Regions from separate parts of the Sus scrofa genome. Here region 1 is linked to region 2. Evidence: chromatin contacts called from public HiChIP or PLAC-seq data. All regions are on one chromosome and are shown on one strand. The core of a region is the stretch at or near the end of the contact, and the rest is flanking DNA. Distances in the headings are between cores, read along the strand shown. Region 1 holds the start of ATP2A2 (ATPase sarcoplasmic/endoplasmic reticulum Ca2+ transporting 2). Region 2 holds the start of P2RX7 (P2X purinoceptor 7).

What was found. HiChIP or PLAC-seq counts read pairs in DNA pulled down with a chosen protein or histone mark.
Region 1: a contact with region 2 is called in an H3K27ac HiChIP or PLAC-seq map of alveolar macrophages. The contact joins the promoter of ATP2A2 here to the promoter of P2RX7 in region 2. A contact is called at or near these places in 1 of 47 Hi-C or Micro-C datasets (embryonic fibroblasts) and 1 of 2 datasets of contacts at active chromatin or transcription factors (alveolar macrophages).

Annotation. Positions count from the first base shown.
Region 1 is chr14:31,673,580-31,679,365 of Sscrofa11.1, forward strand. It overlaps ATP2A2 (ATPase sarcoplasmic/endoplasmic reticulum Ca2+ transporting 2), which reads left to right and starts at 1,694. Exons shown (of 20, transcript NM_213865.1): 1 at 1,694-1,824; 2 at 2,525-2,542; 3 at 2,633-2,715. The coding sequence starts at 1,707.
Region 2 is chr14:31,474,702-31,479,774 of Sscrofa11.1, forward strand. P2RX7 (P2X purinoceptor 7) reads right to left here and starts at 1,801. Exons shown (of 13, transcript XM_001926804.5): 1 at 1,500-1,801. The coding sequence starts at 1,624. The region is part of intron 2 of IFT81 (intraflagellar transport protein 81 homolog); the gene reads left to right.

The DNA of each region.
Region 1 (5,786 bases), core at 444-2,943, 200 kb after region 2:
GTGATGCGAATGTGTTCACCTTTTGTTCATGAAATCAAAGCAAAGGTCCCTTTCTATTAAGTAGTCTAACTTATTTATATTGGCAAAATTCCCTTTATTGTGCAGTTAGGTAGGTTTTCTATAGTCCTCAGGAGCAAATTATCTGTGGTTTAAGAACAGATTCTGGATTCAAGTGCCTTTTTCTCCTATCGGGAAAAGTGAAAGTCTAGAAGATAGCCTTCATCTTAAAAACCAAGCGAAGTGTCTTCTTGCACAACTCTCGCTATTTGTTACAGTAGCGTAATCTGTGACTTCTATGCGGACGTGTATCAAAGGCTGCGTGGGATATTAAAAATAAAACCCCCTTTTTTTCCTCCCCCCGCCCCCGCCAGTGTGGGATTCCCTCAGTCAGAGCACAGAACTCGCTGGGGAAGGGCTGGTATCTGCACGCGGTGAAGCTCTCGGTGGAGGTGGGGAGGTCGGGGTGGGTGGGGTGCGGTGTTCCTGAAGCAACAGATGAGGGATTTTGGCCGCGTGGGAAGTTAAATGCGGAATTCCTTCCCTTGGATCCTGAAAGGTGCTCTTGAGAGACAGATTAGGATGCAGAGTGCGGCCCAGGAGGCGGAGGGCAAGGGGGCGAGCCAAGGACACCTAACCTCAGCGCGCTTAGGGGAGCTCTGCGGAGATCGAGTTCCCAATTTCCTCCGTCTCGCCTTCGAATCACCCACCCTAACCCGAGGCCGACCCAGATGGGCAGGCAGTTTCTTCCGGTCAATGAGTGCAGGCAGCCCGCCGTGAGCCCTCCACCCTCCCGGGTTCTACGCCTGCCGATGGTTGAGTGGGGCGAGAATCGAGAACAGCCCCGCCAAAGAAGCGTTCCAGCCTCGGGCCTCCGCGGACCAGCGGGCCACAACGCGCCCTGCACAGGAGCTGCGCGCGCCGGCCCGGATCCGGGTTCCTGAGGGCGGTACGAAGGAGGGGGCGGGGCTTGAACGGCCGCGTGGGCGCCAGTCGCGCGGGAGGGAGGGAGCCGGAGGGAGGGGGCGGGGCCGCGCCGCCCGCGCCGCGCTGGGCCCTCTCGGCCAATGAGCGGCGTCCACATGCCGCGGCGGCGGCGAGAGGGGAGGCAGCGGCGGATAAATGCTATTAGAGCAGCCGCCGCGGAGCCGTCCCCGACGCCACCTCCTTCTCCTCCGCCGCAGTTTCCTCCGTTGCTGTCGGGGGTGCGGAGCTGAGTGGACAGGGCGAGCGCGCCGCGCACCACCCCGCAGGCTCGCCTCCCTCGCTCGGTTCGGCTCTCAGGAGTCAGCCGAGCGTCCCCTCCTCCGGCCCGGCCCGGGCGGGGCGGAGAACCACCTCAGGAGAACGGGGAGGGGGCTCGGGGGCTGCGGCCTGCGCTCCCGGCGGGCGGTTGAGGGTGAAGGAGGCCCTCCCTTCTGACGAGGGGAGGGAGGGTCGGAAGCCCCCCCTCGCCCCCCCCTACGGTCCAGCTGAGCCCGGGGCGGGCGCCGGCGAGGGCAGGGCTGCGAGAGGGGCGGTTGTCTGGGGGAGGGGGCGCGGGGTGATTCAGCGCCCGGCGAGGCGGAAGCGGCCGGAGGAGGAGAAGGAGAGGGACAGGCCAGTCCGCGCCTGGGCGCCCAGGGTGGCACGAGCCCGCGGCCCGAGTGCGAGGCGGAGGCGAGGAGGCCGCGGGGACTGGAGGCGAGGCCGGCCGGGCCCCCGCAGCCATGGAGAACGCGCACACAAAGACGGTGGAGGAGGTGCTGGGCCACTTCGGCGTCAACGAGAGCACGGGGCTGAGCCTGGAGCAGGTCAAGAAGCTCAAGGAGAGATGGGGCTCCAACGGTAGGTGCTTGGTGCACGGGCTGCAGGGTCCCCGCGCCGCTCGGCGCGGGCCCGAGAGCCAGGAAAGATGGCTGACCGGGCTCCACCTCGTGGGTCTCGGCTCCGCGCCCGCCGAGGGCTGCAGACGGCGGGTTGAGCCCGCGCCCCGGCCCCCTGGGAGAGAGGGGTTGCAGGCGGGGGACCGGGGTCGGGTCTGCGCCGCCTCGTGGCTCCAGCCCTTGACCTTCCCCGCACGCAGCTAGCTCGGCGGTTTCTCACCCGCAGCAGCTGGCCCCGGTGGAGAGAGGGATGAGTCTCCTGCAGCTGGGTTGAGCCCTGCGAGACATTTTCTTGTCCCCAGTCGGATTTATGAGGCGTTGTTATAGTTGGGAATGCCTCTGACTGTTCTTGTACTATCCAGAGTTACACATCTGGCAGAAGTGATGACAGAGCTGAAATGACTCCTTGTATCAGGAGCGCTGTTAGGTTGCAATATAATTTCACATTTTGGAGTAGATCAGTGCAACAAATATTGTACATTTTCTTAGGATACCGTTTTGGTACGGTTTCTATTAAAAGTGATTGAGTTCATATATGTAGTCATGTCTTTAAAAGGCAGTGATACTTTAGTAATTCTTTTTGTAATGTCAGAGTGCTAAAATGCTTTTTTTCCCCCCTCCCGTTCTTGACACGTTGCCTGGTGGATTTCTACATCCTGCAGAGTTACCGGCTGAAGAAGGTAAGTAATCTCAACGTGTTTCTCTCCCGCTGCCCTTCATGTGCTGATGTCAAAGATGACATTTATAACTAATATGATTGTTTCTAACAGGGAAAACCTTGCTGGAACTTGTGATTGAGCAGTTTGAAGACTTACTCGTTAGAATTTTATTGTTGGCAGCATGTATATCTTTTGTAAGTATAAAACATTTTCTTTCCAAAAAGTCAACAATAAACCATAGGTAAAAAAACCAAGAAGCAAATGTCTATTGAGTGAGAACATTATGTTTGGAAATTTAAGTTGTGTCTTCATGTTTTGTGTGGGGGGTTTGGGGTTTTTTTGTATGTTTGTTTCTTTTTAACATCAAGAAGTTCTTTATTGGGAGGTCTTTTCTGTTTTGGGTTCTTCCATTGTGTAAGATCATACTAAGATGATGCTGGCTCTTTGTAGTCTGTAAATAGAACTTACAAAAGGAATATTCCAGTTGCTCTCCCTTCCTGGTAATGGCAAGGTGACAGTTGTTTCTGACAGTGACAAGAATGATGACGGCAGTGATGGCACCACTGTTGACCAAATTTGGTCACTGACCTTTAGGGTAGTATATTTATCTAAATTGGACCCCTGTCTTGAATGAGTCCTAGGTTGAGAGAACAAGGTTCAGTACAGTTGGTTCTAGATCCTAAAAGAAAAAAAATCATTGTTTTTTCTTGTTCTGTATGTGCTTACCCGTTTGAGTCCTGTATGGTTGCTTAGAAACTGGTGAAATGCAAAGAACTGCAGCAGAAGAAAGGTGATGAGGGTTGGCAAGGATATTTCTAGGTTATTAACATTTTTTCATGTTGAATACTAATTTTCTATCTCACTTTTTTTCTTGGGCAGTGGATTTCAAAGTTTTCCTAAAAATGGTCATGAATAGGACACATACGTTCCTAATCCTCACAGCATGAGATGCCTTTTGTTCTTAAAGCACAGGGTTTCATTCTTGTAAAAACCAAGATAGGAAGTGAAATTCCCTCAGTGCAGTAATTTTTTTCAGGCTTTGCAAAATTGACACCGTTTTAAGATTCCTTTTTTGTATGTTTGTACACATATAAGCCTCAGGGATCTACCTCAGTCTTTGACTGCCATATATCCAACAGGGCTATTTTGAGAACTAAATATACAAAGCAGTGGGCAGGTGGAGGGAAAAAATTGGCAAGAGGTGAACGTTTTTGGAGTTGCTGTACTCAAATACTGCTGTGAGACTCTATAACATATCATGCCATGTTAGCCAAGTGATGTGTAGCCATTAATAATAATTAATTCCTCATATTTTCACTGGATAAAATTAAGAGACCATCATAGCAAACCATTTGGCATCCTGAATTAATCACTCTGTACCTTTTAAATGTGTTTTTTTCTGGATTAATTTTTTAAAAAACCCTGCAGTAAGTAGCTGCTGGCTTACCAATTAAGATAAAGGAGTAGAACTGTTTGGTCAGTTAGTTCTAATACATAGTATAAATATTTATGTTTAAACTGGCTAAATAATTCTCAAATAGTCTCAAGTTTGGTAGTTTTAATATTGGGGTACAGTAAGGTCATCAAGGACCTCTTAGAAGTTAATCACCTGCTGTATACAAGCCAGAGATAAAATAAATTTTTATGGAGTTATTCTGTGTGTGTAATTTAAGGCAGTGTTACAACATCAGTGGCATTATTTCCAGCAGACAAGCTATTGACTCTTTGGGTTGTATAGAAGCTCTTGAGTCAAGGCCAGTTTGAGTGATTTTATATTAATATTTTGAGATAATTACGTGATTTTTTTTTAAATTTTAAAGTAAGGAGCTTATAGTTTCTAGGCATTTTCAAGTGGGTTTTTAAATAAATGCTTTAATTTTGTTTTAAGGTAGGATGTTGGCTTTTTTAGCTTTATAGAGCTATATTTTGGAGTTGAAATTTGAGTTACCGTTTTGGTCACTATGCGGAGTTAACTGCTTAGGAAATGAAATATGTTACATTTTTATTTTGTGGGTTGCTAAATAGAAAAGTTTTAACTTTTATTGTTTAGGAAGTACACTTAATTTGCTTTGATTTATTTGATCAGGAAATTGTAGATATAAAACTTGTTTCTTTGATTTTCTTCATGTGGGGTTGGCACTATGGCTACATTGGACTTGACCTTTTCATTCCTCATTTCTTTATCTTTTAACAGAGCGCCAAGTCTTTTTTTATGGTAGTCGGTTTATTCCTATTCACTTAATAGGAAAAACGTGATAAAATAGGCATGTCCTTTTGGAGAATCAAATAGGCAGTTTTTATAATCTGTACACGAGGCACAAGAGGTTCTGCTCAAGTTAAGAAATACTAGGCTTTAGTGATTTATTTCAAATTCAAACAAGGTAGTAAACTGTTAACCATAGTTAATATTTTGCTGTGGCAGAAAGTAGGAAACAGCTTTAATGTTTTACACCTGTGACCTGTTGGGATGACGTTTAATTAACTTGTAATATTCACTGAAATAGGGTTGGGTTTTTTGTTCTTTTAAGGTCACTTGGATTGGAAGAAGTGAGCTAGATATTGCCATAGTTATTAAGTAATAGTAGAAATTCCTTAATTTGGTTTTCAGGACCTTCCTATCCTTTCACTTTGTCTTTCCTTGTTGGTCACCTTTGCCCTTCGTATAACACATCATGTGGTTGCTTAATTGGAATGCCTGTTCTTTTTTTTCTCTCTTCACTGCTTTGTTGGGTATTGAGCACCTCAGGTGCATGGCATGCATGCCCACTGGGAATACAGCATCAGTCAAAACAGACAACATCTCTTAACCTGGAGCTGATATTCTAGTGGAGACAAAAAAGTAAAATGTATAATAATCTGTTGGATTGGAGATAGTGCTCTGAGAAAAGTTAAGTGGAGAAGGAGGGTGGTGGTGGAATAGGGACAAATGGTGAAGGAGTACAGTTGTCAAATGGGACAGCCAGGAAAGGCATCTGAGGTGACATTTACTTGAAGAAAGTGAGCTCAAGGACCATATTTGTCTTATTTGTCTGAATCATGATCCTCTGTGGCAATGCAACTTGTGCGAGTTTCGCTACCCTCCACCCCCATTTCCCTACCTCAGCTATTCAGATTAACCCTAAAATACTAATAAAACTTTCCTAGACCAAGACACTTCTGAACTTTCGCTTACATTTGAATAATTTGTCTTTTCTTTCCACTGTACTCTTTGAACGGATTCTTAATTCCTTTTAGAGCCTAGGTTAGTGCTTTTGATATAACAAAC
Region 2 (5,073 bases), core at 551-3,050:
GAAGTACACTGTCTCTCTGAATAGATGCAAGTTATCATCATCATCACCACCACAAAGAGCCAGGGAGCAGTTGCCATGAGAGAAATATGAATCAAAACCACAATGAAATACTCACTCACTGGGGCCTGTAATCCAAAAGACAGACGCTAACAAGTGATGATGAGGATGTGGAGAAATTGGAACATACATTGCTGGTGGGAATATGAGATGGTGCAGCCACTGTGAAAAACAGTTGAATGGTTCCTCAAAAGACTGAGGAGAGTTTGCCAAGTTATCCAACGGTTCCATTCAGATGTACATACCCAAGAAAACTGAAGACATGTTCGAAAAACAATGTGTGCACAGATGTTCACAGCAGCATCATTCATCATAGTCAAAAATTAGAAACAACCCAAACTTCCACTCAAAAGTCGTATATCCATACAATGGAATATTACTCAGCCATTAAAAGGAATGCAATAGAGATACATGTTCTAACATGGCTGAACCTTGAAAACAGTTGCAAAAGGATGATATATTGTGTGATTCCATTTGTATGAATTATCCAAAATAGGTAAATCCATAGAGCCAGAAAACAGATCAGTGGGTACCTGGAGCTGCAGGGGAATAGGAGGATTGAGAGTGATGGTTAAGGGATGTAGGGTTTTGTTTTGTTCTGGTTATGAGGTAATGAAAATATGGCCTTTTTTTTTTTTTTAGAGCCACACCCACAGCATATGGAGGGTCCCAGGCTAGGGGTCGAATCAGAGCTGTAGCTGCCGGCCTACACCACAGCCACAGCAATGTGGGATCCGAGCCACATCTGCAACCTACACCACAGCTCATGTCAACGCCAGATCCTTACCCACTGAGCAAGGCCAGGGATCGAACTTGCGTCCTCATGTATGCTAGTCAGAGTCTTTTCCACTAAGCCATGACAGGAGCTGTGAAAATATTCTAAAATTAATTGTGGATGGTTGCACAACTCTTTGAATATGCTAAAAACTGCTGAATTGTATCCTTTAAATGGGTGCATTGTATGGTATGTGAATTGTATCTCAATAAGCTGGTTTTTTTTCAAAAAAAAAAGGAGCAAGAAGGGTCTTCTTGACACCAAGGAGGACCTGAAGTTGCTTTTACAGGTCTAGTCCTATTCCTCCCCAAGAGCAGGGATGACTCAGATTGATGCCGGCATTATCATCAGGCGTGTCCCAAATCCTTTACTCCTTCCCAGGAATCCAGGGTGTTGCCCTGCATTTCCCCACCTTCTCCAGGCATGCCCTGCCCAGCTTGCCCCAGCAGGCCTGGGTTAGAACCCATGGTGTCACACTCCCTTCCTGTGGCTTCTCCCTGCAGCAGACTGGCCCTGCTTCCTCTCCCGACTCCCCACCTCCACCCCCAGCTTGCAGATTTTAAAACCACAGAGGATTCAGAATGTGCATCAGGAGCTGCACCTTGAGGTTTTCTGGGCTGCTTTCAGCCACTGCAGAGATTCAGGGCCCTCCTCACGCCCCACTTACCTAACATAGGAAAAGACCAATACGTGGAAGAACCACTTAATGGTGCCGTAATTCATGCTCTGGATCCGGGTGACTTTGTTTGTCTCATACTGGAAAACGTCGTTCCAGCTGCACCAGGCTGGCATGGTGAGAGGCTGGCTCTCCACTCGGGGCTGGACCACGGCTCAGCCCTTCCTGACCGGCCACAGCAGACCCACCAGTAAGAGGAAATTGAAATGTTCTGATTCTTAGCAGGACCTTTAAAGTTTGAGTTCCTCCAATGATGGCAGAGTGGGGGCGGGCCCTGGCCACTGCCCCAGATGTGGCTGGGAGTAAACAGGAAAAGCCAAGTCCTACAGGCCTGGCTGACAGATGACCCCGCCCCAGCGGCCTCCCCCAGATGCCTGCACAAAGATGGTGTTCAAAGGAAGGGCATTTTAAGAATTCTGCTTTATCCCCTTTCTCCTTTCACACTTTTTTGGACTCATTTCCATTGGGGTAAAGAGGCAGCCCTTCAAATGTCAGGAGCCCCAGTGCTGCCATTGTGCCTTAGTAAGGAGCCTAGATCTTTCTGTTGCTTCCAGCCCCACTCAGAAGCTGATTGATTCATTTCCACAACCCTTTATTCAGCCCCAGCTGTCCGTGAACACTGGATGATTCAACGTCCCTCTCCTCCCTCCCTCCCTTCCTCATAACACTCTGGTCTGCAGACAGTGGGGGCTGGGGTGGGGAGAGGACTTTATTTCCTTGCTGGATATTTTTGGCCTGACCCTCTAGATCTACTCTTTGGCCAGCTCTATGCCCTGGCAGATCAACCCATGACCTAGCCCAATCAGCTTAAGACCACCAGACACAAAACTGCCATCCAACAAAATCAGGTTTATTGACCCATTCAATGAGGAAGAATACAGGAGTTCCCATTGTTGCTCAGTGGGTTAAGAACCCCACTAGCTTCCATGAGGATGTGTGTTCAACCCCTGGCCTTGCTCAGTGGGTTAAGGGTCTGGCGTTGCCAAGAGCTGCAGCATAGGTTGAAGATGCAACTCAGATCCTGTGTTGCTGTGACTGTGGCTTAGGCTGGCAGCTGCAGCTCCAATTTGACTCCTAGCCTGGAAACCTCCATATGCCACAAGTGCGGCCCTTAAAAAAAAGAAAAAGAAAAAAAAAAAAGATGAGGGAGAGCACATCACCAAACAAAGGGACAGAGTTATCAGAGTCATCGATTCTGGGGAAGGTGGAGTTGAGATTAAATTGAAACGAAAGCGAGTTTTCACAGGCTCACAGCAAAGCAGGTTTAAATAAAATGGTCAGCTTCAGATCTGTATTGCAAAGTGGACCCAGGGAGGCAGTAAAGCTTTGATTGTTGTGTCCAGAAAGCTTTTACCTAAAGCTCCTCCTCACCTGAGCTGCAAATCGAGCTGTGTCTCAGTCTCAGGGTGACTTAGACCCTCCAGACAAAAGAATATTTCATTCTTACTGATGCAGTTTCAAATAGCAAAGTTTCTGAGATCTATGATTTTAGTGGATGACATTTCTCCATGAGTAGGAAAGCAGCAGTCCGTCACTCAAAGATGCAGGGTATTATCACCCTATAGCTACACTCGGAAATACTGTTTTTTTGTTCCCTTTGCAGTGGACTTTATCCATATCTGCTCTTCCTGCCTGCTAGTTAGTCGGACTGACTTTTACTTTTCTAGTCTGAGCTAATTTTTACTTTTTCACCCATTAGAGCTATTCAGGGTGTTGGATGGGGGGCTCCCCTACCTCCCTGCTCCCAGTTCAGGATACAGAGAGCAGGAGGACAGTGAGGTTGGATGTGAATTTTCCTGGCTGCTCTCCAACTGCCCATGGCAGGGCCTCTGGGCACCCCTCCCTCCTTGCCCCTTCAGGCTGGATTTGGTGATGGCTCTGGGCTGTTGCCAATCCAGGCAGCCTTCCATTCCTTATCACTTTTTGTTAACTCTGCCCACACCTTTGTAAATGGTCCCATCATTAGTTACCCCCCTGGAGCACGCCATCATTTTCCTGCCAGAAAGTTATCTTCATCTATATAAAGAGGAGATCCTGTGAGAGCAATAAGCTTGATGGTTAGAACATAGGTGCTGAGGGACTAATTGCCTAGCTTCTAATCCTGGAGTTACATGTTACCACCTCCGTGACCTTGGACAATGCTACTCATGCTATTCATCTACTCATTTCGACAGCACCAATCACTAATGATACAGCAGTGCATAGGCAGATAACTCAAATGTTCATCGACAGATGAACGGTTAAAAAAGTATATGGTCTACCTATACAATGGAGTATTATTGAGCTATAAAAAAGAATGGAGCACTGATACATGCTGCAACATGGATGAACCTAAAAAACATGCAAAGTGAAAGAAGCCAGACACAGAAGGTCACATAGTATGTGATTCCATTTATAGGAAATGTTCAGAATAGGAAAATCACTTCAGTATTGCCCTTGCCACCACCCAAAGACATCCAATTCCTTCTAGACTTTCCTCTGAATTATTATACTGATCCCTCATGCTCTTCACTCTCTGCTTCCTCAGCTCTGTGTCCACTAATTCCTCCCCCATCACTACATAGATTCTCTTGTCCATAAGTTTATCAATGAATTCTCAGTTGCCAGATTTAGTGCATATCTTGTATTCCTTATTTTACTGGACCTCTCAGATGCATTCAACACCCTCAACCACTCTCTACTTCTTGGAGCAATTTCTTTCCTTCATTTCCAGGACTCACCTGGGTCCCAACTTCTGGTTTCTCATTTTTACCTCTATGACTATTTTTCTTACATGTTTGGTTCTCTTCTCCCCCTTACATGTCAGTTCCAGTGAATTCTGTTTCAGCATTTTTATATTTCTATCAGTCAGGAAAGGACAGGTTATGCTGCAGTAGCGAACAACCTCCCAAATCTCATGGCTTTAAACAATGACAATTAATTTCTCATTCACCGTGTCCATCATAAATCACTCAGGAGGCTCTGCCCAGAGTTCCCATTGTGGCTTAGGGGTTAAGAATTCAAGGATCTGGGTTCGTTCCCTGGCCTCGTTCAATGGGTTAAGGATCCAGCCACAAGCTGCAGTGTAGGTCACAGATTTGGTTTGGATTTGGCATTGCTGTGGCTGTGGCTGTAGCCAGCAGCTGCAGCTCCAATTTGGCCCCTAGCCCAGGAATTGCCATATATATGCCGCCAGAAAAAAAAGAAAGAAAGAAAGAAAAAAAAAAAAAAAAGGGCTCTTCTTATTGTAGTCACTCAGAGACTAAGACTAATGGAACTGCCACTACCTTGAACTCTTTTTTTTTTTAGGGCCACATCCATGGCATAAGGAAGTTCCCAGGCTAGGGGTCGAATTGCAGCTACAGCTGCCAGTCACAGCCACAGCCACAGCAACGTGGGGTCCAAGCTGTGTCTGCAACCTACACCACAGCTCATAGCAAGCTGTGAGCAAGGCCAGGGATCAAACCCGCATCCTCATGGATCATAGTCAGGTTCGTTAACCACTGAGCCATGAAGGGAACTCCTTTTCTTTTTCTTTTCTTTTTTTTTTTTTTTCCTCAACTCTTGAATGAGCATTTCAATGCTC